2 separate regions of the Callithrix jacchus genome follow, and region 2 is linked to region 1. Evidence: chromatin contacts called from public Hi-C data. All regions are on one chromosome and are shown on one strand. The core of a region is the stretch at or near the end of the contact, and the rest is flanking DNA. Distances in the headings are between cores, read along the strand shown.

What was found. A called contact is a pair of places that touch in the nucleus more often than the background predicts.
Region 2: a Hi-C map of induced pluripotent stem cells shows a contact between it and region 1, with 3 times the contacts expected there. The contact joins the enhancer-like site here to the promoter of SUSD6 in region 1. A contact is called at or near these places in 2 of 3 Hi-C or Micro-C datasets (induced pluripotent stem cells and skeletal muscle).

What each region holds. Positions count from the first base shown.
Region 1 is chr8:104,587,663-104,595,532 of calJac240_pri, forward strand. SUSD6 (sushi domain containing 6) reads left to right here and starts at 6,478. Exons shown (of 6, transcript XM_078335251.1): 1 at 6,478-6,712.
Region 2 is chr8:104,709,378-104,716,336 of calJac240_pri, forward strand. No RefSeq gene overlaps it. Among named protein-coding and RNA genes, the nearest start is that of SRSF5, 36 kb to the right of the region's middle. Within about 2 kb of position 2,609, at least 3 of the 16 cell types and tissues checked have an H3K27ac peak or open chromatin away from gene starts, as enhancers often do.

The DNA of each region.
Region 1 (7,870 bases), core at 5,228-7,727:
GTAACTTGAGTATTTATTACTTTAACAACTATAATTCAATTTTACATATATATCTTTTTTTTTTTTTTTTTGAGACCGGGTCTTGCTCTGTCACCTAGGCTAAAGTACAGTGGCGCAATCACAGCTGACTTTAGTCCTGACCTCCCGGGCTCAAGTGATCCTCCCACCTCAGCCTCCTGAGTAGCTGGGACCAAAGACATGTGCCACCATGGCTGGCTAGTTTTTGTGTTTTTTGTAGAAAAGAGGTCTCACACTTCTGAGCTTAAGTGATCCTCCTGCCTTGACCTCCCAAAGTGTTGGGATTACAGGCGTGAGCCACTGCTCTAGGCCATAATTTCATTTTTAACCAAGGCTGTGTTTAACAACTAGCTTACAAAAATCTTGGACATTTTAGAATTGGTTCTTGAGAGACAGTTTGAGCACTCTCCAGCACAGCACTGTAGGTAACCTGCTCTGGTTCGCCTTTAAAAATCACATTTGCTTTTTACAGTGCAAATTACAGCTGTATTCCCTAAGAAGCAGGACGTGCTACTAGTAACTGTGGCCTTGTCCTCATCTTTAAACTTTCTGTATCTCAGTTTCCTCATATGCAAAATGAAGATAATAGTATTAATACCTATTTCAGAGGCCATCACAAAGATTAAATGAGATCATATATGTGGAGCCATTAGCAAAGTGTCTGGCAGACAGTACATATTTAATGTATTGGAGAATTTTCAGCGAGTTCATTGACATGCCTGGGGGGATAAAGCTGCACCTTGGGGTCCATCATTAGCACCTTCAAAATACCCTGATTTTGAAGTATTGTGTCTGCCAGAGCTTCAAAGCCATTTCCCTGCCTCCCCAGAAAGTCTAAAGAAGGGGGCAACTCCATTCTTCTATGCACTGGCAGCTCAGAGCTAGCAGAGCCAATCATATAGCTCTCTCTTCTCACCATTAAATCACATGAAAATGAACCATCAGGGAGGGGTGCAGTGTCAAATGACCAGGAGCAGCGTGTGTGTGCGTGTATCTGTGTGTGTGTTTATGTGGGAAGGGTTTGTAGGCTAGCTATGTCTAGAAAGGCCTCAGGCCCTGGGCTATCCCCAGTCCCTTCCTTCTTCTCTGCAGATTCTCTCAGATTCACTGCCCAGCCCTTGGGCAAAGGGCAGGGAGGAGCAGCAGGTCTTCAGGCTGGTTGGCACCAGGGTGGGAAGAATCTGGTATTCATTCATCTTCCACTGGGATACCATTTGGGGACACAGCAGGTGGATGCTCCCTTTCTACCTTGGCTTTTCCTTGTGTGAAAAATGGGGCCAACACTTTTACCAGCTTACCCAACCTGTGTTAGGGAAGGAATGTTGTCAAAGACTTTTCTTTTTTATTTTTATTTTTTTTGAGACGGGGTTTCGCTCTTATTACCCAGGCTGGAGTGCAATGGTGCAATCTCGGCTCACCGCAACCTCCGCCTCCTGGGTTCAAGCAATTCTCCTACTTCAGCCTCCCGAGTAGCTGGGACTACAGGCTGCGCCACCATGCCCAGCTAAGTTTTTGTATTTTTAGTAGAGACGGGGTTTCACCATGTTGACCAGGATGGTCTCGATCTCTTGACCTAGTGATCCACCCGCCTTGGCCTCCCAACGTACTGGGATTATAGGTGTGAGCCACCGTGCCCGGCCTGAAAGACTTTTCAATGCTTCAGAAAAGCAGGTGGGGCTCGGTTGCCCTCTTATATGAACCTGCTAATTGGGCAGCTTCAAGTGCACATTTTCTAGGGCTAGGGTCAGAGTTAGGGTGGACAGGGAATCATAGCTGCTGCTGTGATAGCCCAGATCTAAGCCCTGAACTCTGACCTCTACAAAGCCCGCTCCAACCAGTGGCCAGCAGGGATTGCATCACCAAGCCTGGCTCTCACAGGTTCCTGACAAGCTCCAAGAAGGGTTGCCCTGGTGATGATGCAGTATCACAAATTCAGATAACCACCTGAGCCCAGATCTTCCTCCTCTGGAGTGGGAGTTGCTTCTCAGCTCCTGCTGGCCTAGCCCTGCAAAACCCACCCATTTTGGACCCTGCCATTCTTCAGTGAGTGTGGCCAGAATACTTCCGCCTCCCCTGGGGTCAAACAGGTTTACTTTCACAGGGCTTTGAAGGCTGCCCAAGGAATCTTGAATCAAAACATGAAACTCATGCTAATTTCCATAGAGATAAGCTCCTGACCTCTAGGTGCCTCAACTTCCTTAGACGTAAAATTGGGGACAATAATGTCTCTTCATTTTATGGGGATGTTGTAAGGATAAAAGGAGATGGTATGCAAAAAAGCACTTTTTTAAAAAGCAAGAGATATATGAGGACAATTTCAGTCTTTATTTGCTATTTTTATTGGGGGGGTGGGAGGAGCCACATGGTTTATTTGGAAATGTGTGACCTTTGGACAGACAAACAAGAATGAATTCTCGTTTTGCAACATACATACTATGTGGTTTTGATATGTCAAAAAAAATCTCTCTGAGCCTTGCTTGTAAATGGTGTTAATGATAATTAACTTGGCGGACTGTTGCCAAAATTAGAGGTTACACATATAAAGTCCCTACCAAGCACCTGACACATAGTAGGTGATTTGTAAATAGTAGCTGTCATTATTACTATTATATGTAATGACCATAGCAACTGAGATTCCATGTACTTATTCTGAACCTTTTCTCTTACTTTCAGAGGGCCAAACTCCTCTGCCCTGCCCACTCTTTGTTAGATTCCTGGGAGATGAAGGGAATACCATGCCTCCTGACTCTTATTACAGGAGTGACTACCTCATCCTGGTTGGCCCAGGACTGTCCTAATTCTGGCATTGGAAGTCCCATTTGCCAGGAATCCCCTTAGTCCCAGGCAAACTGGGATGGTTGGCTATTCTACTCACCACCAACTGGGACTAATCTAACCCCCCATGCCATTTTCTGACACCTAGATTTAGAGTAGAGTATTAAGTTTTGTGCTGGAAATCAGTCAGGTGCGGTTGCTCATGGCTGTAATCCCTGCACTTTGGGAGGAAGCAGGCTGATCACTGAGATCAGGAGTTTGAGACCAGCCTGGCCAACAGAGTGAAACTCCGTCCCTACTAAAAATACAAAACTTAGCTGGGTGTGGTGGTGGGTGCCTGTAATCCCAGCTACTTAGGAGACTGAGGCAGGAGAATTGCCTGAACCCAGGAGGTGGAGGTAGCAGTGAGCCGAGATTGCACCATTGCACTCTACCTAGTCTGGGCAACAGGGCAAGACTCCGTCTCAAAAAAAAAAAGAATTTGTGTTAGAAATCTGGAAGGACCCAGGAATATTAGCTCAAAGAGCCATCTTAAGTCCTTTTAGAATAAGAAAGGGTCTGAATTAAAAAGTGAAAATAAAAAATTAGCTCTGGTTTAAAATTCATTATGTTAGGTGGGAGAAACAAAAAATCAATTATAAACACCACATATTTGTATTATTCCATTTATAGGAAGCACTCAGAATAGGCAAATCTATAGAGACAGAAAGTAGATTATTGGTCGTCTAGGGAGGGAGTCAGGGAAGGTGGTTGGGAGGGAGGAAATGGGTAGTGACTGCTAATAAGTACAGAAGTTTTTTTTTAGGGTCATGAAACTGTTGTAAAATATTGTACAACTCTAAATATACTAAAATCCATTGAATTGTTCACTCAATCTACAATTGTACATGCACAAATTTGTACAATTTGTAAAGTTATACAAAATAAATGTACAAATTTAAACTGTGAATTGGTGGTATGTGAATATCTCAATAAAGCTGTTAATTAATTAATTTATTTATTTGAGACAGAGCTCGCTTTGTCACCCAGGCTGGAGTGCAGTGGCACGATCTTGGCTCACTGCAGCCTCTGCCTCCCGGGTTCAAGCAATTCTTGTAACTAGCCTCCCACATAGCTTGATTACAGGCGTGTGCCACCATGCCTGGCTAATTTTTGTATATTTAGTAAAGACATGGTTTGCCGTATTGGCCAGGCTGGTCTTGAATTCCCGGACTCAAATGATCGGCCTGCCTCGGCCTCCCAAAATGCTGGGATTACAGGCATGAGAAAGCTGTTAAATTAAAAATATATATCTTAAAAGTTTTAAACCATTTTAATTAATCTACCATCTCTTCCACTTGAAAATGTCTAAGTCTAAATTACTCTTAGCATTCATCTTGTGAGATCTTTTCAATGGCAGAAAGATGATACTCACCCTAGGCCAGGAAGTACCATTCCATTTTGCAGGTGAGAACAGCAAGGCTTATAAGCAGAATGTAACAGGGGCTTTTCATCAGCTCTACAGAGGAGGCCATTGGAACTTCAGGTAGGAGGGGAAAAGCAGACAGGAAAGGCTGGCAAGCCAGCATTTATAAAGGGAGGAGACTCGACCCTGATTCTGGCAATTCAAAGCAGAAGGAAATGGATACTAAACTGGGGCTCTAAGAAAGTGCCACAGAAAAGTAGAACTTGGGAAGATTCTGAAGGGTAAGTAAGAAGATTCTGAAGGAGTTCTTCAGGATTGAGGAAACAGCAAGGGCACCTGGTTTGTGAGTGAGATGTAACAGGAGTGGCTTGTTAGAGACCAGCAGGTGGTATGGAGAGGCTGGAGTATAGGGTGTTTGGAGGGATGGAGAGCATCTGGTCCAGATTGTGGAGAGCACAGGCTACTACAGTCCTTGCTCTCCACAATCTCCCAGACCCCTAGTGTCCGCAGAATGAAACTGCTGATGAGTTTGGTTTCATTCTGCGGACTCTGGGGGTCTGGGAGAGGATTTTTAGGCAGCAATGGACAGATCTGCATAGGGTCTCAAAAGGGACTTTATAAGGTGGCTGTTCTTGCATGAAGTCACTGGACCTGTTAATAGCAAGGGGTTTAGTTAGCTTGACAGATGATCTAATCTGAACCATCCACGCCTTCTTTCTTCCCTTTCCTCTTTCTTTTTCTCTTTCTCTCTATTGGGCTTCTCCAAGTCTTTCTCCATCCTTTTCCCTTGCTTCCTTCTCCCTTGTCCCATCCCTGAGCCTTGGGTCTGCCTGGCTTGTTCCTGTTGCCCACACCGATTTGGTTGTGCTCTGCTGCAGACTTCAATTTTCTAGTGGTCTGGGCAGTGCGGCCCCAAATGAGCAGGAAGGGAGGGGTACCAATCTTTTCTAGTGAATTGGGACCCAAGAAGGCAAGGAAGAAAAGGCAGAACAAGGATAGGCTTACCACAGGTATTACAGCAACAAGCCACAGGCAGCTGTGGGGCCCAAAAGGGAAGGGTTCTTTTGTGGACGGGCCTGTGTGCATGGGAAGGAGCATTCTCCTTGTTTCATTAAAGCTACTTCACAAGGACATGCCCTGTTAATTCACAGCACTTTTCCTGAAAGCATACTAGAACTAGGCCTGGAGAGACGCCCTGAGAAGGTGTATCCTTTTGTCCAAGAGCATCTGGGAGTAGAGGCCTCCCAGGCACAAGCTGCAGTAAAGACACAAGTCTGTACGTCCAGATGTGGACTCTACCACTGATTTACAAGTAGGAATGCTTTAACATTTATTGAGGACCTCTGAGACAGACACAGTGCAAGGCCCTGGGGCACAAAGATAAAAAGCCAGAGTCCTCCCAATCAAGGCCCCATGGCCCTGTAAACACATAAACTGAGGACACACTGCATGAGAGATCACCAATAAACGATGTGGCCATACACTGCACAAACTGCTCACTCAGTATGAGCTAGAAAATAGCCCCAGGAGGCAAGGCTCGAGGGAAAATACAGTTAGGAATGTGGCAGGGTTCTAGCCCGGGCTCTGCTAGTCCTGGCTCTGAACTGCGGTTTTCTCAACCTTGAGATCCCTTGTGTGCTTTTAGTATGCTGAAGGATAACTCACTTCGAAATGCTTGTGTACACACTCCCAAGTCCGACCCCACTGACTCACAATGGCTGGAGGTGGGCCCCGAATCTGCATTTTCACCCCCACCCACCCTCCGGGCAGCTTTAATGTTAGCAGGCTAGGAACCACAGTTTGGTGTACTGCTTTACCGGGAGATAATAACCTGCTTCAGAGATAGGTCAGACGAGCAATTCAAGAGCTAACAAGGCAACATGCGCCAAAAGCCTTGTAAACCTGAGGGCAGTACAATTCTTTACAAGTAATAGTAATTCAATAATGCAAATTAATAATAATAGTAAACGAACTGGAGAGCGCACTGAAACGCCGCACGATTCAGCTGGGTCCGTGCCACCGCCCATCCAATCCAGCGCAGAGACCGTCTCTTTAAGCTCCCCCCCTCCGCCCCCCCGCCACCGCGTCGCTTCTCCCGCGGGTACCCGGCCCCGCCGGCCGCGCGTGCGTGCGGAGCCTCCCGGCGGGGCGGTCTCTGCGGCGCGACGCCGGCACGACGCCGGCGCGACGCCCGCGCTGTTGCGTGCGCGCCTGGCCCCGCCCTTCCCTGCCCCCTCCCTTCCGCGGGGCCTCCCCCGCCCGCGCGGTACAGCTGGGTCAGTGACGCGGGCGCTACCGCCGCCGCCGCTACTGCTGCGTTCTAGTCTCCGAAGCCGGCGACCACCCCGCCGCCTCCCTCCCTCCCGCGCGCTTCCTCTGCCCACAGCGCCCGCCAGCGCGAGCCAGACAGGGCACGCGGGGCCTCGCTTAGACCTGAAAGGGTTGCGGGCGCGCGCAAGCGGCGGCGTGGAAGCAGTGAGCGCCCCCCTCCCGGAGGTCTCTGCCGGCTCCCGGGTGAGTTGTCACCGCGGCCGGGGGGCGGCAGGGCCGGCATTGTGCCACCGACGCGCCCGGCCGGCTGTCAGGGGCGCGGGGCCAGCGTACACCGCCGGGCAGGAACGCTGGCCGGAGCCCGAGCCGGCGCCGGCGGCTCCCCGCGCTTCTCGGCGTCGGCCCGCTGTCACCCGGCCGCGAACCGAGCCGCTGGGAGCCCGGCGCTGGCGTGGCGCGGCCGGCGGGCCGGCGGTGGGGGCTGCGCGGCTGGGGAGACCGGCGGCTGGTTTGGGGCCGGGAGCTTGGTGACTCGCGGTCCGGGGCGCGCCTTCCCGCGTCACTGCCCGGGCAGCGCCAGGAGAGCTGCACGCCGTGCCGGTAGGTGCAGAGGAGGTAGGCACAGGCCCTCTGTGCCACTGTCATTACTGCCCTCAGCGTAATAAAGCTGCGGGGATTGCGCTGGGGCAGGGCTGGCTTAGAGAGGGTGGATTTCCTGAGGAAATCTCAGAGCTCGTCTGTGCGCACCGCAGCATTCGGGAGCCCCGGCGCCTCGGCTGCTCTTTAATCTCAAAAACTTCTCTTCTTAACCAGGCTAAACTCCCCGAAACCAGCTCTTTTCTTTCAAAAAGTAGGCACGTATATACAGACTTTCCTTTTTCACTCTTAAGAGACCCCAGCTGTGAGTGTGGATCTGACTCTCCCTCATGGGAGTCGTGGCTGAGGAGCTGCTGAAGTGGAGAAAAGTTACCCTGGAAGAATTTAGGAGCAAGGGGGGAGGTGGTTATGGGGACCGCAAGACCCAGAAGCAAAGAGGCGTCAAAAAGCCTTGGGCTGGTTAAAGGGAAGCTGGCGTCTGGGCAGAGGCCTAAAGCTGTTGTTCCCACAGAATTTTCTCTCGGTGGCAGGCGACATGCTGGGCTTTGTTGCTCTTGCTAACTGGGCTTCTGTGCGCTCTTTCAGAGGTGCAGTAAGATACCCGCTTCAATTAGGCCTAGGGATTTACTCCCTTTTTTGATCTACAGAGATGGGAAGTGTCTTTCCACCCTTCACAGTAGTTATTTCATTTCTTGCTGTTTTCGTTCCTCTGGTGTAAAAAATACAGAGGAGTTATGCACACACACCTTTTCTGTTTTGGGAATTCCACACCCAAATTGTCACCATCAAGTGGAGGCTAGTAGA
Region 2 (6,959 bases), core at 1,359-3,858, 120 kb after region 1:
CTGGGCGTGATGGCATGTGCCTGTAATCTCAGCTACTTAGGAGGCTGAGGCGGGAGAATCACTTGAACCTGGGAGGTGGAGGTTGCAATGAGCTGAGATTGTGCCACTGCACTCCAGCCTGTGCTACAGAGCCTCCGTCTCAAAAAATAAGTGAGTAAAATAATGCTGTCCATGAAAAGGACCCAGGGCTTTTTGGAGAAATGGCTGATTCCAGAGCTGAGGCAGGCAGGCAGACTGCAAGATGAGCCTGGAACATACTGTATCAGAAAGCAAGAAAGTGCTCCAAGAATGGTAGGCACATGCCCGAAAGATTCCCACTGAAAGGGGCTTCTACTGGCCAGTTCAGGGACATTTTGAGCATCAAAATAAATAATGATTACAATGGATTACAATCCATTGAATAAAACAGAAGACTAGGAATCCACAGAGATAAATTTCACGGTAGAGATGCCCAACAAACATTGCTTTAGTCAGTGGGAAAAATAAAAATCGTGTACCAACTGATAGGCGGCACCAAGTGAACACAGATATGCCATGGTATTCCTGCAGAATGCAACCTACACCAGTTGTGGAAGAGGAAATGAGACAGACCCAAAGTGAGCCGTATTTCACTAAATAACTGGCCTGTAATCTGTAAAATGTCAAGGTCATGAAAATTAAAGGAAAGCTGGGAGCGGTGGCTCACACCTATAATCCCAGCACTTTGGGAGGCTGAGACGGGTGGATCACGAGGTCAGGAGTTCAAGACCAGCCTGGCCAAGATGGTGAAACCCTGTCTCTATTAAAAATACAAAAATTAGCTGGGCATGGTGGCCTGTAATCCCAGCTACTTGGGAGGCTGAGGCAGAGAACCTCTTAAACCTGGGAGGCGGAGGTTGCAGTGAGCTGAGATCGTGCCACTGCACTCCAGCCTGGATGATAGAGCAAGACTCTGTCTAAAAAAAAAGCAAGGGAAAATCTGAGGAAGGGTTCCAGACTGAGGGAGCTAAGAGACATGAATAAAGAGAAATGTAACATGATTCTGAACTGGGTCCTTTTGCGATAAAAGATATTACTGGGACAAAACTCAATGGGGTCTGAGGATTCAATGTGGTAACTTCTGGTTAACTTCTTGATTTGACAGCTGTGGTTATGTAGGAGAAAATCCTTGCTGGTGGGAAACACACATTAAAGTATTGGGAGGGGGTTGGGAAAAATACTCTAAATGCTTCAGGAAATGTTCTCTAAGTTTGTGATTGTTTCTAAACAACATTATTTGGATAATGCACACTTTGAAATGATACGAAATTCTTTCACCCTGGAAATTCTATGTCTTAGTTTCTTCCTGTTGCTATAACCCCATACCTTAGAATAAGTAATTTATAAACAATAGAAAGTTCCCACTGTGCTGGAGGCTGGGAAGTCAAAGGGCAGGGCACCCGCAGATTCGGTGTCTGGTGAGGGCCGCTCTCTGCTTCCAAGATGGCACTTTTCTGGCTGCATCCTCCCCTGATGGTAGGGGCAAAAGGGATGATTCCTACATCCTCATGTGGCAGAAGAGATGGAAGGGCCCAAAGAGGCCTGGCTAGTGCCCTCCAGCACTTTCATAAAGGCATGAATCCCATTTGCCAGGGTGGAACCCTCACGACGTAATCACCTTCCAAAGGCCTCACTTTCTAATACCACACCTTGGGGTTTATGTTCCAACATATAAATTTTGGAGGGACACATACATTCAAACCAGGAATTGCAGGAATTTTTCCTAGCGATACTTTGCTCATGTGTGTAAGTGGGGAAATGCATAGGTATTAGCTAGGCAAGGAGGGTTCCAAATTAAAGGCACAACACCTCATGAACCCTGAAACAGAACATGCTTGGAAGGAGAGAGTGGAGTGAGATGATGATGCTGGGGAACCAGGTAGAGTCTCGTAGGTAGGTCATGAAAAAAGCTGGGCATTGCTGCTGGGCACAGTGGCTCACATCTGTAATCCCAGCACTTTGGGAGGCTGAGGCAGGCAGATCACGAGGTCAGAAGATCGAGACCATTCAGGCTAACACGGTGAAACCCTGTCTCTACTAAACATGCAAAATATTAGACAGATGTGGTGGCACACACCTGTAATCCCAGCTACTTGAGAGGCTGAGGCAGGAGAACCTGGGAGGCAGAGGTTGCAGTGAGCCGAGATCGCGCCACTGTACTCCGGCCTGGGCGACAGAGCCTGACTCCATCTCAAAAAAAAAAAATATTTGGGCATCGCCTAAGAGCAACGGGGAACCATTGCAGGATTGCAGCAAGGGGGGTAAATAGTCTTCTTTCCCCACTGCCATGCCCTTCGCCTGGCAGCCGTCCTCACGCGCAGAAAGCCCAGCTTTGGCTCAGCTCACAGTACCAGAGCACATCCTTCTGCCTGTGCGGACCTGGGTGCTCGCCACCCTCAAGGCCGTGTGTGCAACCCCACCCAGGCTCAGCAGCACCCCCGGGGCCTGCAGCAGAGGCCGGAGGAGGCACCACGGGCAGCTCAGATCCAAGGCCTCAAGGGGGCGCCGGGCGGGCAGGGCCAGGGCCAAGGCAGAGGATCCGAATTCCTCCCTCTGACCGGAAAAAAAGCCACTTTCCCTGGGAAGAACTCGAAGAAGTTGGATGTCCGATCTTGATCTTGGATTTGGGGTCCCGGGCCCGCGGGCTACTCACCGGACCGGGAGCCCACGAAGCAGGGCCGGCTCAGCGCGCTGGCGCCATCTAGTGTCGGATGAGGATGCGGCCCTCTGCAGCTGGAGGGGACACTTGGGCTTGGGGTTGACAAGTTAGCTCCCAGGTTCTGCAAAGCAGGGGTCAGCGGGAAGTCGGGGTGTGACAGCCGGGGCCTCCGGGGAGTGGGGGGGGGGCGACCTAGGAGTTTTTGAGAAACCGACTCCTGCTTGAACTCTGTATTCTGTTTCCTAGAGCTGCCATAACAAATTACCAGTAACTGGGTGGCTTACGGCAGCAGAAGTGTCTTCTCTCACAGTTCTGGAGGCCTGAAGTCGGAGATCAGGGCGTGCGTAGGGCCGTGCCCCTCTGCTGGCTCTAGGGAGAGTCTTTCCTGGCCTCTTTCTAGCTTCCAGCGGCAGCCCGCAGTCCTTGTTGTGGGTTTGGTTACAGATGCCTCACTCCAGCCTCTGCCTTCCTGTATGTCCAGGCTCACGTCTCCTTCTTCCTGTAAGAACACGGTCGTAGGATTAGAGCCCACCCAATCTAGTGGGACTCATCTTAACCTGATCACAGAGGAAAGACTCCATTTCCACCTACGATCACATTCACAGGAAACAGCACTCGGACATATCTTTTCCGGGGTTCACAGTTCCACCCTCTACAGAATCCTTTGGCTCAACAGATGCTCCTGCAAGGTGCCAGGCTGGTGCTGAGGGCTGAGCACACGGGGCTGCTCTGTCCTTGAGGTTCTCACGACTGGCACTAACAGTGTCGTCACTGGTCTCTATCCCCCTTAAACCTTGACTCCTCAGTGCCTAGCAGGACCCCCAGAGGCTCTGTACTTCACTGCACTAGGAAGGAAGGATGGAGGAGGGGCAGGAGAGAGGAAAGAAGAGCTGCGGGAATGATGCAGGGAGACTACTCCTCCCCGGTGAAGGAGGTGCACAGCAGTTGGCTAGGGCTTTACGGAGCAAGTGCTGTTCCAGCTGGGTCTTGAACCAACACTAGTTTGGTTGTCAGGCAGAAGAGATGGGCCAGGGGGAGAGGCCTTCTAGGCAGATCTAACAGGTGGGCAATGCCCAGTTGTGAGTGGAGTCATGAGGTTGCGGAGTATTGGGGAGTGTGAGAATCAGGTGTGGTTGGATGGGAGGGTGTGGGGCGAGGCACTGTCACATGGCCCAGACCTGGAGACTGTAGCTCTATGCTGAAGGGCTTTGAGAGCCATTCTCTTAGCTTGAAGTATCTTGCAGGTGGGCACCCTAGAGGGTTTTAAAGCATGTGCATGAACCAGCGATCCATAGAATATCCTACTTTAGAGATATAAATTATTATTATATTTGAGACAGTGTAGGACTGTGATCTGATCTGATACATGCTGTCCTTTAATATCTGAGTTAAATATGTTACTGGCTCCCAAGAGAGGATTCTTGGATCTCCCGCAGTCCACAGAACAAAGTGAGAGCAAGTTTATGAAGAAAGTAAAGGAGTAAAAGAATGGCTACTACATAGACAGAGCTGTGGCATGGGATGCTCAGCTGACTATATTGATAGTTATTTCTTGAGTATATGCTAAACAAGGGGTGGATTAGTCATGAGATTTCCAGGAAAGGAGTGGGAATTCCTGGAACTGAGGGTTCCTCCTCCTTTTAGACCATATGGGGTAACTTCTGGACATTGCCATGGCATTTGTAAAAGGTCATGGTGCTGGTGGGAGTGTCTTTTAACATGCTAATGCATTATAATTCATGTATAATGAGTAATGAGGATGACCAGCAGTCTCATTATCATCTTCGTTTTGGTGGGTTTTAGCTGGCTTCTTTACTGAATCCTAGTTTATTAGTGGGGTCTTTGTGACCTGTATCTTGTGACCTCCTAGCTCATTCTGTGACTTAGAATGCCTAACTTCTTGGGAGTGCAGCTAAGTAGGTCTCAGCCTTATTTTACCCGGCCCCTATTCAAGATTAGTCATTCTGGTTTGAACACCTCTGACAAACATGTTTATCTTTCTTATAGTTACGAATACGTTTGGATCTATCATATTTGGTATGAGCTCTTTATTGTCTTCTTTTTACTTTTTCCTGTCTTCTTTTGGATTAAAAATGTTATTGATTTTCTACAATCTCTATTTTTCCCTTGGACAAAATCCATAAGATTCTATTTCTATTCTTTTGGAAGTCAATGTTGGGTCTCAGAAATTGATAGCCAAAATATGGCACTTTGACATGCTGGACTAAAGAAGAGGGCTTATGGTCTTTGACCTTCCCCCAACTCCTGTTTCTGAATTCTCTGTTTCTCTCAAAGCACAGAATGAGGCTATTTTCTGAAGTTTCCAGGTGCTTGGGAGTTGATTAAAAAAAAAAAAAAATGAAGTTCCCTTATCTACCTAGAAATCAGATCCCCAAATAGGACCACGATTGCCTTCCTTCCTCTCCCTAAAATCTCATTATCTGTTTAAATATCGTTATCTCAGAAAATTGAGACTGAAGAATGCAACCACACCTGGATTAACTTCTTCACAAGATATTTATTTATTTTCTGAGACAAGGTATCACTCTGTCACCCAGGCTGCAGTGCAATGGCCAAACATGGCTTACTGCAGCCTCAACCTCGCAGGCTCAAGTGATCCTCCTGTCTCAGCCTCCTAAGTAGCTGGGACTATAAGCATGTGCCACCACGCTTAATTTTTTGATATTTTTTGGAGACTGGGTCTCTCCATGTTGCCCAGGCTAGTCTTGAACTCCTGGACTCAAGCAATCCTCCTGCCTCAACCTCCCAAAGTGCTGGGATTACTGGCTTGAGCTACCAAACCTGGTTTTTTTCACAAGATGATGTCTGCCTCTTGGGCACATCCAAATTCCAAAGAGAATTATTTACAAGTTAATTTCTGTTTTCCAGGTCCATTAATTTCCCCCGAAAACCATTTATTCTTACACTCCCCACTTTCCGCTCCCCATTGCAGAGGGTATTTAAGTGTCAGCCATTTGGCTCTATCCTTGAGTTTTCATATTTTGTAGACTTCAGTGTATGTGTTTTCTGTTGTTAACCTGTCTTTTTTTTTATAAGAGTCTCTCTTGTGATTCCTTATAATGAGCACAAAAGAGATTACTCCCTTTCTGCCCCTACATCAGCTAACTTTTTCTTTAAAAAATTGAAGTTATTCATTATTTCTCTTCTCCTCTAAATTTTATAGACTTTGCCTGTCCTGAAAATTTTAAAAATTTGACTTTTGTTATAAATTTTTAATTATATTGCATTATTATCAAATAATATAGTCTTAATAATAAGGATACTTTGGAATTTGTAGAGGCTTCGTTATAGCTTACCAAACTGTTTTAAATTTGAGTATCTCAGAAAGAATGTATATTCCTTTTTTTTTTTTTTGAGACAGAGTTTCACTTTTGTTGCCCAGTCTGGAGTATAATGGTGCGATCTCGGCTCACTGCAACCTCCACCCTTGGCTTCAAGTGATTCTCCTGTCTCAGCCTCCCGAGTTGCTGGGATTACAGGCATGCACCACCAAGCTCGGCTAATTTTGTATTTTTTAGTAGAGACGGGGTTTCTCCACCTTGATCAGCCTGGTCTCGAACTCCCAACCTCAGGTGATCTGCCCACCTTGGCCTCCCAAAGTGCTGGGTGTCCCACCTTGGCCTCCCAAAGTGCTGGGTGTGATTACAGGTGTAAACCACCATGCCCGGCCAAAGAATGCATATTTTTTTCCTCCAGGTATAGAGTGCTATATAGAGCCAATAGCTCAATCTTATTAAGTGTATTGCCCCTATTTTTATTATTTATTTATTTATTTATTTAGAGACAGAGTTTCGCTCTTGTTACCCAGGCTGGAGTGCAATGGTGTGATCTCGGCTCACTGCAACCTCCACCTCCTGGGTTCAGGCAATTCTCCTGCCTCAGCCTCCTGGGTAGCTGGGATTACAGGCACGCGCCACTGTGCCCAGCTAATTTTTTGTATTTTTAGTAGAGACAGGGTTTCACCATGTTGACCAGGATGGTCTTGATCTCGTGATCCACCCGCCTTGGCCTCCCAAAGTGCTGGGATTACAGGTGTGAGCCACTGCGCCCGGCCCCTTTCTTTACTTTTCATGCCAAGCTCTGTTCTTATTTGCTCCATGTGAATGGTTTGTTGCTCAGGCACATGGTCCTCTTTCAAATTAAAATAAAAATGCTGGCAAAGGTTAGAAACAGGTTTGGGTTCATAAAATGGTGGTCGGACACTGAAAAGAGATCTAGTAGTGAAGGATGGCACTTGTTTCAGAATATGGGGAGAGCTTTC